Regions from separate parts of the Salvelinus alpinus genome. Here region 1 is linked to region 2. The links are chromatin contacts, called in public Hi-C maps. All regions are on one chromosome and are shown on one strand. The core of a region is the stretch at or near the end of the contact, and the rest is flanking DNA. Distances in the headings are between cores, read along the strand shown.

Region 1 (6,269 bases), core at 1,712-4,211, 240 kb before region 2:
CCTCACTTAAGGTAATTAAATGAAATACCTTCTGCAGATTTAAAATCAACCGTTACATTTCAACGGTATATTTCCTCATAATAACAGCAATTTGGATATAACGGAAATGTTGATGTACTGGATATCCCGGTGCGGACCCCCATTTTAGAAAGGCAAGTCGCTAGATATGTTTATTTATTTTTTATTGCTCATTTTTGTCTATATATTTTTATTTTAAGTAGCTAGATAGTTTAGCCAGGCCAGGGTGTTAGCTAAAGCACATGTATTGTAGTGATTTTCACAGAAAATGTACAACTACGGCATTAACGTCTGTTACATTTTTGTAAATAATGCTGAGTGCTTTTCTAGGTCGTTCGATTATTTAAAAGGGTATCATATTTATACATCCGATTAAATATCAGCCTAATTTTTTTTTTCATTTTTGAACGCGGCACGTGTATAATTACAACCAGTTAGCAAGTCACATATTTCAGAGCTTCCTAGTTCCGAGTAGCACATTCGCAGTCGTCACTAGTTCCCACGGCCACAAATTCGACCAATCAGATAAGGGAGTGATGTTTGATAACGCGTGACCCATCAATGATTTGGTTATTTGTTAGCTATAATAAAACCAAATATTCTACATGCAGTGATAATCGGATGTCTTATTCAAACCCAGCTTGCAAGTTTATCATGATGTTTGCCCTTACTCATAGTAACTTGTCTTAACCCAAAATATTCTAATGTTTGACAGAATGTTGTCAGCTGTATAGAACACATTGTATTGCTAAAATGCGCAAACTTAATAGCTACTCACCGACACAGGATACACATTATCCCTCATGCTGGCCTTCTCCAAACCGGCAAGTTGCCCCTAACTATAGCGGCACTTCTCCACATGGCCAGACTTATAGCAGTCTTCTCTCCTTTTAAATTTTCATTCTTGAAAAATGTCATAAGGTCTGAAATAGACACCAGTCGACATACTGTACAAACAATTATCTAGGCTAAGTAATACAAAAATATTATTTATCTACTGCTCTGCTAACTAGTTCAAGTGTAGTCAGTGGCTAGCCAAGACAGAGAAAGGGGACATAATAAGTTAAACACTTTATTCAATTCAAAATCAAATTTTATTGGTCACATACACATATTTAGCAGATGTTATTGCGGGTCTAGCGAAATGCTTGTGTTCCTAGCTCCAACAGTGCAGTAGTATCTAACAATTCACAACAATCTACACAAATCTAAAAGTATTCATTTCAATGCAGATTTCAATGCGGATTCAACATGGATTGGGCACAGGTATCTGATCGCACTGGTGAACGTAGCTGAAAGCGTTGGCTAGAGGTGATATGCAGGAGCTTCCTGCAGGAATTTGTAGTCTTGCTGAGGTCTTCTCTGTTGCTAATTAGCATTTCGATTTTTGGGGTAAATTTAGACAAATATATTGATAACTCACCTTATCCGAGAAAGAATTACACCAAACACATACTGTACTTAATTTGAAGTGTTGGTAAAATTCACTATGTAAAAAATGAATGGTGGAAAGACAATTGGAACCATTGCTGCGTTTGGCCGCTAGGTTTTATGGGTATTATGATGCGTCCACTGTGTCAGACTACAGCTGCATTGTTTTTAAAATGGCATTTAAACAAACGGACAAGTAGATCACGTAAAGTAAAACATACACACTTTCGCATAAATATTCCGTTTTTTTTCTTTTTAAATTAGTTAATTTTTTGGCTAATTTAAGATTTCAACCCTGTTGATTTATTTGGCACTTACTACGGTCATTTTTTTATTTTTACATCTTAAATAAATGCAGCTATAGACTTTTACGAACAGTAGGTAGATATACTTTTTCATATTTACCTTAAAACCAGGAAAGTAAAGCAGATAACTTGTGCGATGTTTATTATCACCTTGCAGTCCAGCTTTTTATTTTTTTTAATCAGTTTCCATCTCTGTGCAAAGGCATGGTCTTCAAGCTACGGAAGATGGCAAAACAGTATTATAATAATTGATTGGAATTGCATCGCACTTTTCTAAACACCCCAAAGCTCTTTGCAGTGTTTCCTGTGCATCTGTTAAAGGTAAAGAATACGATAGGCGAGGGATTGGGAGGGATGGTAGGATTAGGGGGAACTAATAAAGGAAAATATATTTTAAAATATATATTATATTGGAAATGATGCAGACAATTACATTGACGGAAGCCACAATCTATCTGCAATATTAAAGCTGATCTACCCCCCCCCCAAAAAATTTTTAAAAAAAATATATATAGAAATAATATGATAGGCTATATTACTATTATAATGAAAGGCTTGTAGAGAATCTAAAAACGAACAATGTTGCTCTATCAAATAGAATAACTCTGTGGTTGGAATGGAATCCATTATGCTAGTTAACTAGCTCATTTTAGATGAGAGTTGCAAGTTAGCTATAACTAGTATATTAGTTAACTAAAAAAGAAAAAGACAACTTACCCTTTTGTCCTTTCACAATGTTATGAACGTCAGTGGCGTTGCCGAATGTATTGGTGGTTCCCAGTTGTCTTGAACGTCCTGATTCTCAGTTGTTTTGAACATGGCATACTTAGTTATGTGTGTCCCATTCAAAACAACTTGAAACTCGGAAATCCCCGTCTTCTGATTTCAGTGCATTCAAGACAACTGGGAACTCGGGAAAAAAACTACCTCCGACTGGGAAAAATAGTTTTGAACGGTCATCCAACTCCGAATTCCAAGTCGACAACTCTTGCATTACATTTAAGTCATTAAGCATCTTTCTAGAACTCGGACTTTCCGACCTGAAGATCATTGACGTCATGATTTGATCTAATTTCTTTCCAAATTCGCAATTGTCTTGAAAACACCATTAAACATAAAACTTGAACTCGAAATATACCGAAACCGGTAAACGTGTTATTACACTCCCTCACCTGATTGGTCGTGTAGACAGGCCTTGTGACTTTGTAGTTGTGGTAACTAGTGACGATCTAGCTAAGCTGATGCGCAGAAACACGTCATCGGGTCTAACAGTCATCTTGCGCCGAACTGCGCATGTAAAGGCGGTCAAATGAGAGGAACTCCAATATGAAGTTGTTTACGGAAAGAAAACGTGTCAGTCTGTCAATTTTATGAGGTTGGAGTAATTACATGTTCAACTACTTATGGCAATTTACAACTAAGGAATAATGTTTATCTTCTCTCAATTGGCTGCCGACTGACTGATCTACAAATAACTTTGCATCATAAATAACTACTCTATTTGTTGATAAGTCAGTCACAATTTACCCATGATACACTACAGTTTTTGATCCTCTCGAACATGGCCATTGACTTCTCAAACCCCAAAGCGGTCTGCTTTGTCTCTTTCGCAAGCGTTCCTGGAAGTCTCGCGATGTTGCGCCTCTGGGTTTAGAAAGTCTGTTCTAAGGGTCAAAAGGTTTTGATAGAGAAAGTTTTTATTTTTTGTCTAAAAGAAACCTCTATTTTGGTTGTTTGAAATGGATACAGATGTAATCTCTGAATTCATGTATCTTATTCTCTTGAGAGTATTGCCTAATAATGGTCAGTTGAGCTTGCCTCCTATTCAATCAATACCCAGCAGATCTTATAAATTATGAGACATATAGTGAAAAACAATGCACAGCAATGTCCGGGGTCCAAGCCTGTTTGGACACGTGGCTAGACATGACTGATTGACTAGACTGGGCGGACTACACTTGACTAATTAGACTTGAACTGAACTTACTGGACTGGCCCGGACTATCCCCAATTAAACAAAATATATTTGAATTCCCACAGTACGCTATAAATGTTCTGCTATTAGCTACAGTGGCAAGAAAAAGTATGTGAACCCTTTGGAATTACCTGGATTTCTGCATAAATTGGTCATAAAATTTGATCTGATCTTCGTCTAAGTCACAACAATAGACAAACAGTCTGCTTAAACTAATAACAAACAATTATACATTTTCATGTCTTTATTGAACACACTGTGTAAACATTCACAGTGTAGGGTGGGAAAAGTATGTGAATAACTGGTTGACCCTCCTTTGGCAGCATAAACTTAACCAAATGTTTTCTGTAGTTGTGGATCAGACCTGCACAATGGTCAGGAGGAATTTTGGACCATTCATGTTTACAAAACTGTTTCAGTTCAGCAATATTCTTGGGATGTCTGGTGTGAACTGCTCGAGGTCATGCCACAGCATTTTAAAATCGGGTTGAGGTCAGGACTCTGAAGGCATATTTTCTTCTGTTGAAGCCATTCTGTTGTTGATTTACTTTGGTGTTTTAGGTCGTTGTCCTGTTGCATCACCCAACTTCTGTTGAGCTTCAATTGGCAGACAGATAACCTAACATTCTCCTGCAAAATGTCTTGATAAACTTCATAATACATTTTTTCCATTGATGATTGCTAGCGGTTCAGGCCCTGAGGCAGCCCCAAACTATAATGCTCCCTCCACCATACTTTACAGTTGGGATGAAGTTTTGATGTTGGTGTGCCCCCCCCCCATAGTGTTGTGTGTTCCTTCCAAACAACTCAACTGTAGTTTCATCTGTCCACAGAATATTTTGCCAGAAGCGCTGTGGAATATCCAGATGCTCTTTTGCGAACTTCAGACGTGCAGCAATGTTTTGTTTTTGGAAAGCAGTGGCTTCTTTTGTGGTGTCCTCCCATGAATACCATTCTTGTTTAGTGTTTGACATATCGTAGACTCCAGAGATTTCTGTAAGTCTTTAGCTGACACTCTAGGATTCCTCTTAACCTCATTGAGCATTCTGTGCTGTGCTACTGCAGTCATCTTTGCAAAACGGCCACTCCTAGGAAGAGTAGCAACAGTGCTGAACTTTCTCCATTTACAGACAATTTGTCTTACCGTGGACTATTGAACATCAAAGCTTTTAGAGATACGTTTGTAACCCATTCCAGCTTTATGCAAGTCAACAATTCTTAATCTTAGGTCTTCTGAGATCTCTTTTGTTCGAGGCATGGTTCACACCAGGCAATGCTTCTTGTAAATAGCAGACATTTTGTGAGTGTTTTTATAGGGCAGGGCAGCTCTAACCAACATCTCCAATCTCGTCTCATTGATTGGACTCCAGGTTAGCTGACTCCTGACTCCAATTGGCTTTTGGAAAAGTCATTAGCCTAGGGGTTCACATATGTTTTCCAACCTACACTGAATGTTTAAATGATGTATTCAATATAGACAAGAAAAATACAATAATTTGTGTGTTATTAGTTTAAGCACACTGTTGTTTGTCTATTGTTGTGACTAAAATGAAGATCAGGTCAAATTTTAAGACTAATTTATGCAGAAATCCAAGTAATTCCAAAGGGTTCACATACCTTTTCTTGCCACTGCATTTCTTCACCACCAGATGGCACCATGGACTATCATTGAGCTCTGTAAGATGGGAGGGCTCAGGATTCGGCCCAATTTGAATATAGTGTTTTACACCTATCCTACCCAAGTGTTAAACATAAGTCTCATCTTGGCCTCCGCATAGCTACATAGATCTACAAATCACTGCTTCGTTGAAGAACGAGAATCGTGAGGAGTGACGGCACCTAATATATGCCAAGCTTATGTGCATGTTGCAGCAGTGTGTAGGAAGGACTGATTCCAAGATGTAAGAAGTGTGCAGGTCAGGAGGGCATGAGACAAAGGAGTGTGTAGAATCGTTGGAAAAAGCTGTGTGTCAACTGTGGGGGTTCCCTGGGGATCAGAAGTGTCAGGTGCGATAGAGACAGTTAGAGGTTGTCAGGGTCATTGTGCAGAAGGTGTCGTATGCTGAGGCATGGAGGAGAGTAGAGGATGATGAGCAAGGATAAGAGTTCAGTTCCCTGTGAGTAGTAGGCCAATACAAAGTGATCTGAATAATATGTCATTCAGTAAGGTTGGCATCTTAACATTATGTTTTTATAGGAGAGTGGGATATAGGTGCAGGGTTAGTTGGTGGTGCCATCTCCCCCCCCCCTTTTTAACTTCCCTTTTCACCACAGCCAGCACACTGTTTTTTGTATCACAAAGTAAGTGTAACGTGATCGACTACAACAGTGAAGTCTGCTGAGGGGAGGACGGCTCATAATAATGTCTGGAACGGGAACAAATGGAATAATACTGTTCCACTATATCCGCTCCAGCCATTACCACAAGCCTGTCCTCCCCAATTAAGGTGCCACCAACCTCCTGTGGACTACACACTCCCGCACAGTAGGTGGTGGCATGCACATTCCAATTGTTGGTGGCCACAATAATTAATGACACA
Region 2 (5,878 bases), core at 600-3,099:
GTGTTTATCCATGCCAGGTGGGTGAAGTGCGAATCCACCGACACGCCCACTACTTCACAGTTGATGTCATGGAACTCGCTGGCCTTGTCACTGAATGAGATGATCTCTGTCGGACAAACAAACGTGCTGTAATGAGAAAGAAAAAAATGCTTCTGAATAAAATGGCACATCCACAATCTCCTGCTTAAGTATCTGTAGTGCAAAGAGCATAGGCCGTTAAATAATTCTAAAGACTAATAAAGTCAAGGATGGTGTACCGTACACGACATGCAGCTAAACACAGCAATCCATTCTCGTCTTTCCAAGGGAATAGTGCTACTCACAAATCGAGAGGGTAGAAGAAAAGGACCAGGTATTTGCCCTTAAAGTCATCTAGGCTCATCTCCTTGAACTCGCCATTGTGGACAGCTGTAGCTTTAAAATGTGGTGCGTGCTGAGTGACAGCTGGAGCCCATCCAGCTGTACCTATTGGGAGAAAGATATTAAATGAATAAAGTGGATTCTATATTTAGGGGAATTACAAAAATGTTATAACATTTACTTTATTGCATGACTTTAATATAATTGTATAAAATTGTTGAGCAGTTAATGAATGTGTTTTGAGAATGCAATTTAATAGGCATAATTGTTGCATCCCCCCTCACTTTGATCAACTTCATATCACATTCCCTGTCCATGGTCTATACATACTGGTGGAGAAACAGGTTTTCTGCAGTACAGGACAGATCAAAATTCTTGAGGCCTTGCTCACTGAATTTCCATGTGGCGAGGCTGATACTTTCAGTCCTCCAGTTGCAACCTTTGCCTAGATGGGGAGGGGTAACGTTAGAAAGGGAGATAGAGAAATTGCACTTCGTGACAACAACCGTTATTACTGGCGCTGATGATCATTAGACAGTTAGTATAATCAGTGATTGTATATTTAGAGTTTTTACTCAAATTTGGCATTAGCGGTAAGTTTTTATTTGGGCAGAGGGATTTGTCCTGAATAAAATTAGTGACGTTCCCGTCAAGCTCAGTTGACACTTTTTGCAACTCTTTGTCCAATTCGCATTGCCATTTATATAGCTACAACGAAATTTTAAATTGCTATTATACCGTTTGTATTTCAATGCAGCCCACTACTACTGGTAACGTTGTAACATAAAAATAATTCTGAATGAACTTACAGAGGTCTTTAATAGTCTCCCAATGGTGGCTGCCATTTTGTATATTGACAAGAGCAGAGGCCGAATCGCATTACTGGATACCAAGGCCTCAATTTGAATACTTCTAGCGTCCGCACGCCTCTCCTTCTCAAAACCCATTGGATGAGAAATCCAGAGGTCCCTCCCCTCTGACCTTCTCCTCCAATGTGTTTTGAGAATGAGGAGAGGACACTCACTGCAGCAAATCACATGGCCTTGACAAAGAGAACGGTAGTCTCAAGCGAACTGCGCATGTGCTTGTCGTAAATTTAAAGGCACTCCTTCGATATAAAGTTGTTTTGGATGAAAACAACATGCTTAATTACTTAAGACATTGGCTTGGATCTAGGTTGTGCCTTTAGATTTACCAACTAAGTAAGATTTTTTAACTTCTCTCATTAACTTCTCAAACCCCGACCTGGTCTGTTTCGCAGGCGTTCCTGGAAGTCTCGCGATGTTGCGCCTCTGGGTATAGAAACTCTGTGGACTTGCGTCCTCTTCTTATATGGTTTGTTTTTCGATATCAAGTTGTACAATAGCTTATCTAAGGTACAGCAACGGGATTTGGGAATGACAACAGGTGAAAAAAGATAAGATGCACGACTTATTCTTCTTCTGTGGGTTTTATGGCAGACTACAACCCAAAAATATATATTACCGCCGCCAACTGGACGAGTTGAAAAAAACAAGGTAAAAATACAACCCATATGCGACAGGGAAAACTAATTTAATCCACCCAAAATAAAACAATTTAAAAAACACATAGTGAGAGTAAACCCACTGGCGGGAAGTAGGAGAAGATGGAACAAGATTGACATTCTGCACATTTTCTTATTGATGAAACATTTGATCTCAATCAAGTTTTTGTTCACAAAACTAGAAATCTGTTATGAACAGAGTGGACAAGTTTTGTCGACTTTGCCCTTAGCCAAGTTATTTCAAAATCGTGTTGTTTAGAAGGTGCGCAAAGGCGATTTTAGTTATTGCGCACGCGCACTTCACAGAGTCGGTGTTCTCTAACGGAAATATGCAGATGATGCTAGAACATGCAAATAGGATCTCGCTAGCTCGTGCTTGGCTCTGCCCACCTCCTTGCTTGTTCTGCCCACTATGACTAATTTGTTCCCTTTGGAAACGACAGGCTGTGGTCTTACCAGGATGTGTACTCAGAGCATGTGCAGACCAACTGACATTTTCAACCTCTCCCTGACCGAGTCTGTAATACCTACGTGTTTCAAGCAGACCACCATAGTCTGTGTGCCCAAGAAAGTGAAGGTAACCTGGCTGAATGACTACCGTCCCGTAGCACTCACGTCGGTAGCCATGAAGTGCTTTGAAAGGCTGGGCATGGCTCACATCCACACCATCATCCCGGAAAGCCTAAACCCACTCCAATTCAAATACCGCCCCAACAGATCCACAGACGACACAATCTCAATCGCACTCCACACTACCCTTTCCCACTTGGACAAAAGGAACACCTACGTGAGAATGCTGTTCATTGACTACAGATCAGCGTTCAACACCATAGTGCCCACAAAGCTTAACATTAAGCTAAGGACCCTGGAACTAAATACCTACATCTGCAACTGGATCCTGGACTTCCTGACAGGCCGCCCCCAGGTGGTAAGGGTATGCAACAACACATCTGCCACGCTGATCCTCAACATGGGGCCCCTCAGGGGTGCATGCTTAGTTACCTCCTGTACTCCCTGTTCACCCACGACTGCGTGGCCAAGCATGACTCCAACACCATCATTAAGATTGCTGACGACACAACAGTGGTAGGCCTGATCACTGACAACGTGAGACAGCCTATATGGACGAGGTCAGAGACCTGGCTGTGTGGTGCCCGGACAACCTCTCCCTCAACGTGAGCAAGATAAAGGAGCTGATCGTGAACTACAGGGAAAGGAGGGCTGTTATTTTTTTATTTATTTTTTACTTTAGTATATTTAGTAAATATTTTTTTAACTCTATTTCTTGAACTGCATTGTTGGTTAAGGGCTCGTAAGTAAGCATTTCATAGTAAGGTCTACTACAGTAAGGTCTACTGTATACATCAATGTCGCTCTCGCTGCTGGTGATTCTCTGATCCACCTCTACGCAGACAACACCATTCTGTATATTTTTGGACACTGTGTTAACTAACCTCCATACGAGCTTCAATGCCATACAACTCTCCTTCCGTGGCCTCCAACTGCTCTTAAAATGCAAGTAAAACTAAGTGCATGCTTTTCAACCGATCACTGCCCGCACCTGCCCGCCCGTCCACCATCACTACTCTGGACGGTTCTGACTTAGAATATGTGGACAACTACAAATACCTAGGTGTCTAGCTAGACTGTAAACTCTCCTTCCAGACTCACATTAAGCATCTCCAATCCAAAATGAAATCTAGAATCGGCTTCCTATTTCGCAACAAAGCATCCTTCACTCATGCTGTGAACATACCCTCGTAAAACTGACCATCCTACCGATCCTCGACTTCGGCGATGTCATCTATAATATAGCCTCCAACACTCTACTCAACAAATTGGATGCAGTTTATCAAAATGCCATCCGTTTTGTCACCAAAGCCCCATATATTACCCACCACTGCGACCTGTACGCTCTCGTTGGCTGGCCATCGCTTTATACTCGTTGCCAAACCCACTGGCTCCAGGTCATCTACAAGTCTCTGCTAGGTAAAGCCCCGCCTTATCTCAGCTCACTGGTCACCATAGCAGCACCCACCCGTAGCACACACTCCAGCAGGTATATCTCACTTGTCACCCCCAAAGCCAATTGCTCCTTTGGCTGCCTTTCCTTCCAGTTCTCTGCTGCCCATGACTGGAACAAACTGCAAAAATCAATGAAGCTGGAGACCCATATCTCCCTCACTGGCTTTAAGCACCAACTGTCAGAGCAGCTCACAGATCACTGCACCTGTACATAGCCCATCTGTGAACAGCCCATCCAACTACCTCATCCCCATACTGTATTTATGTATTTATCTTGCTCCTTTGCACCTCAGTATCTCTACTTGCACATTAATCTTCTGCACATCTACCATTCCAGTGTCTATTTGCTATATTGTAATTACTTCGCCACCATGGCCTGTTTATTGTCTTACCTCCCTTATCTTACCTCATTTGCACTCACTGTAAATAGATTTTTATTTTTTCTACTGTATTATTGACTGTATGTTTGTTTATTCCATGTGTAACTCTGTGTTGTTGTATGTGTCGAACTGCTGTGCTTTATCTTGGCCAGGTCGCAGTTGTAAATGAGAACTTGTTCTCAACTGGCCTACCTGGTTAAATAAAGGTGAAATAAAAAGTAAAAATAAAAACACCTGTTGTATTCGGGACACATGTGACAAATACAATTTGATTTGATTTGATCTTGGTTTAGTTATGTGGACATATTATACTTTCATCTCGAGTTGTTTTACCTTAGACAATGTTTGACCTTGCAGAGAGGGTTAGGCATAGCAGAGTAATATCCGACCAATTACCTGCTCGCTTTAGAAACGCCCACTCCTTTGCACACTCCCATACTCCGGTCTCCATATAATGGGGCGCAGTTACTCGCTTCTAAAATTTCTCCAGACCTCAAAATTACCTTTGACAACGAAGTGATTTTGGAGGTATGGCAACGGGAGACTAGGGAGGACGTGACCGACCTGACACTCTTGTACAGTAGGTGGCAGTGTATGCACCTCTTGGTTGGATGCGATCCGCCAACACAATTAAAAGAAGAAGTGTCTACAGCAGTGCAATGTTTTAGGGCGTCATACAAATGGTTTGCGCAGGTAGGCTGCCTAATAATAACTTATCTAGCTAGGTAAAATACCTTTGGAATGCCTTGGAAAACTAAAAAAATAATATATATATATATATATATGGAATACATCTGGCAGAGAAAGTTTGTTCGCCAGTAACATAACGTAGCAGGCGTAATATAAACTGGTTCGCTATCTGCAGATTTTTTAATTTTGGTCATTGTGCTTGCCATCTGCGCACTGCTCAGCTCAAGCTGACTCTTGTGAACATGGCAAACGCTCCCTGCCATGTGATCAACTCAGGAAGTAAATTGTACATAGAACTTGACCTAGACACGTACAATTCAAACGGAGTTATTTCTATATTTCTTTACATAATGCAACAAAATATGTAACCTATACACCAATAATTCAGTGTGACTTTGTGGGTAGTCGTTGCTTTTTCAAATGGATATTAACTTGCTTTATTGGAAAAACGAGGGCAAGGTGAATATCCCATCCATCAACGTATTAGATGAGCAATGAATAACATACTGTATGTAACGTTAGTAAGCCACAGAATGCATATTTGAATGATTGTTGATCTGAAGTGTTTCAATGCATGGAAATTATTTTTCAGACATTCCTCAGTCGACTACGCCTCTGGTTTAATATTCTTGACCCAAGTTCCTTGCTCTGCTCTGATGTGAGTATCCAGGAAATGTGACTTATGAATGATTACATTTTTTGTAAACTCCACATGTGACTCGATTGTGGAGAGAACCGTTAGCAAAGTTGGATTTGAACTACTCTCCGTTCCATTACACATAAGCGTCATTGGACGAAGGCGTTTTTTTAACAGCCTGGACGCTTTGGTCTCAACATTAACACCTACTTTCTCTTGCTGTACAGATTTGGATGCATAAAGACCTTAAATTTCATATTA

What was found. Hi-C and Micro-C count contacts between places; a contact is called where the count stands out from the background.
Region 1: a contact with region 2 is called in a Hi-C map of muscle, with 4 times the contacts expected there. The contact joins the promoter of LOC139570665 here to the promoter of LOC139570684 in region 2. A contact is called at or near these places in 2 of 3 Hi-C or Micro-C datasets (muscle and red muscle).

The regions. Positions count from the first base shown.
Region 1 is chr3:39,269,845-39,276,113 of SLU_Salpinus.1, reverse strand. It overlaps LOC139570665 (tubulin--tyrosine ligase-like), which reads right to left and starts at 2,961. Exons shown (of 8, transcript XM_071392737.1): 1 at 2,472-2,961; 2 at 1,855-1,970.
Region 2 is chr3:39,030,658-39,036,535 of SLU_Salpinus.1, reverse strand. LOC139570684 (thioredoxin-dependent peroxide reductase, mitochondrial-like) reads right to left here and starts at 1,849. Exons shown (of 7, transcript XM_071392780.1): 1 at 1,606-1,849; 2 at 691-805; 3 at 324-465; 4 at 1-126. The coding sequence starts at 382. sfxn4 (sideroflexin 4) reads left to right here and starts at 5,235. Exons shown (of 14, transcript XM_071392768.1): 1 at 5,235-5,439; 2 at 5,573-5,638. The coding sequence starts at 5,401.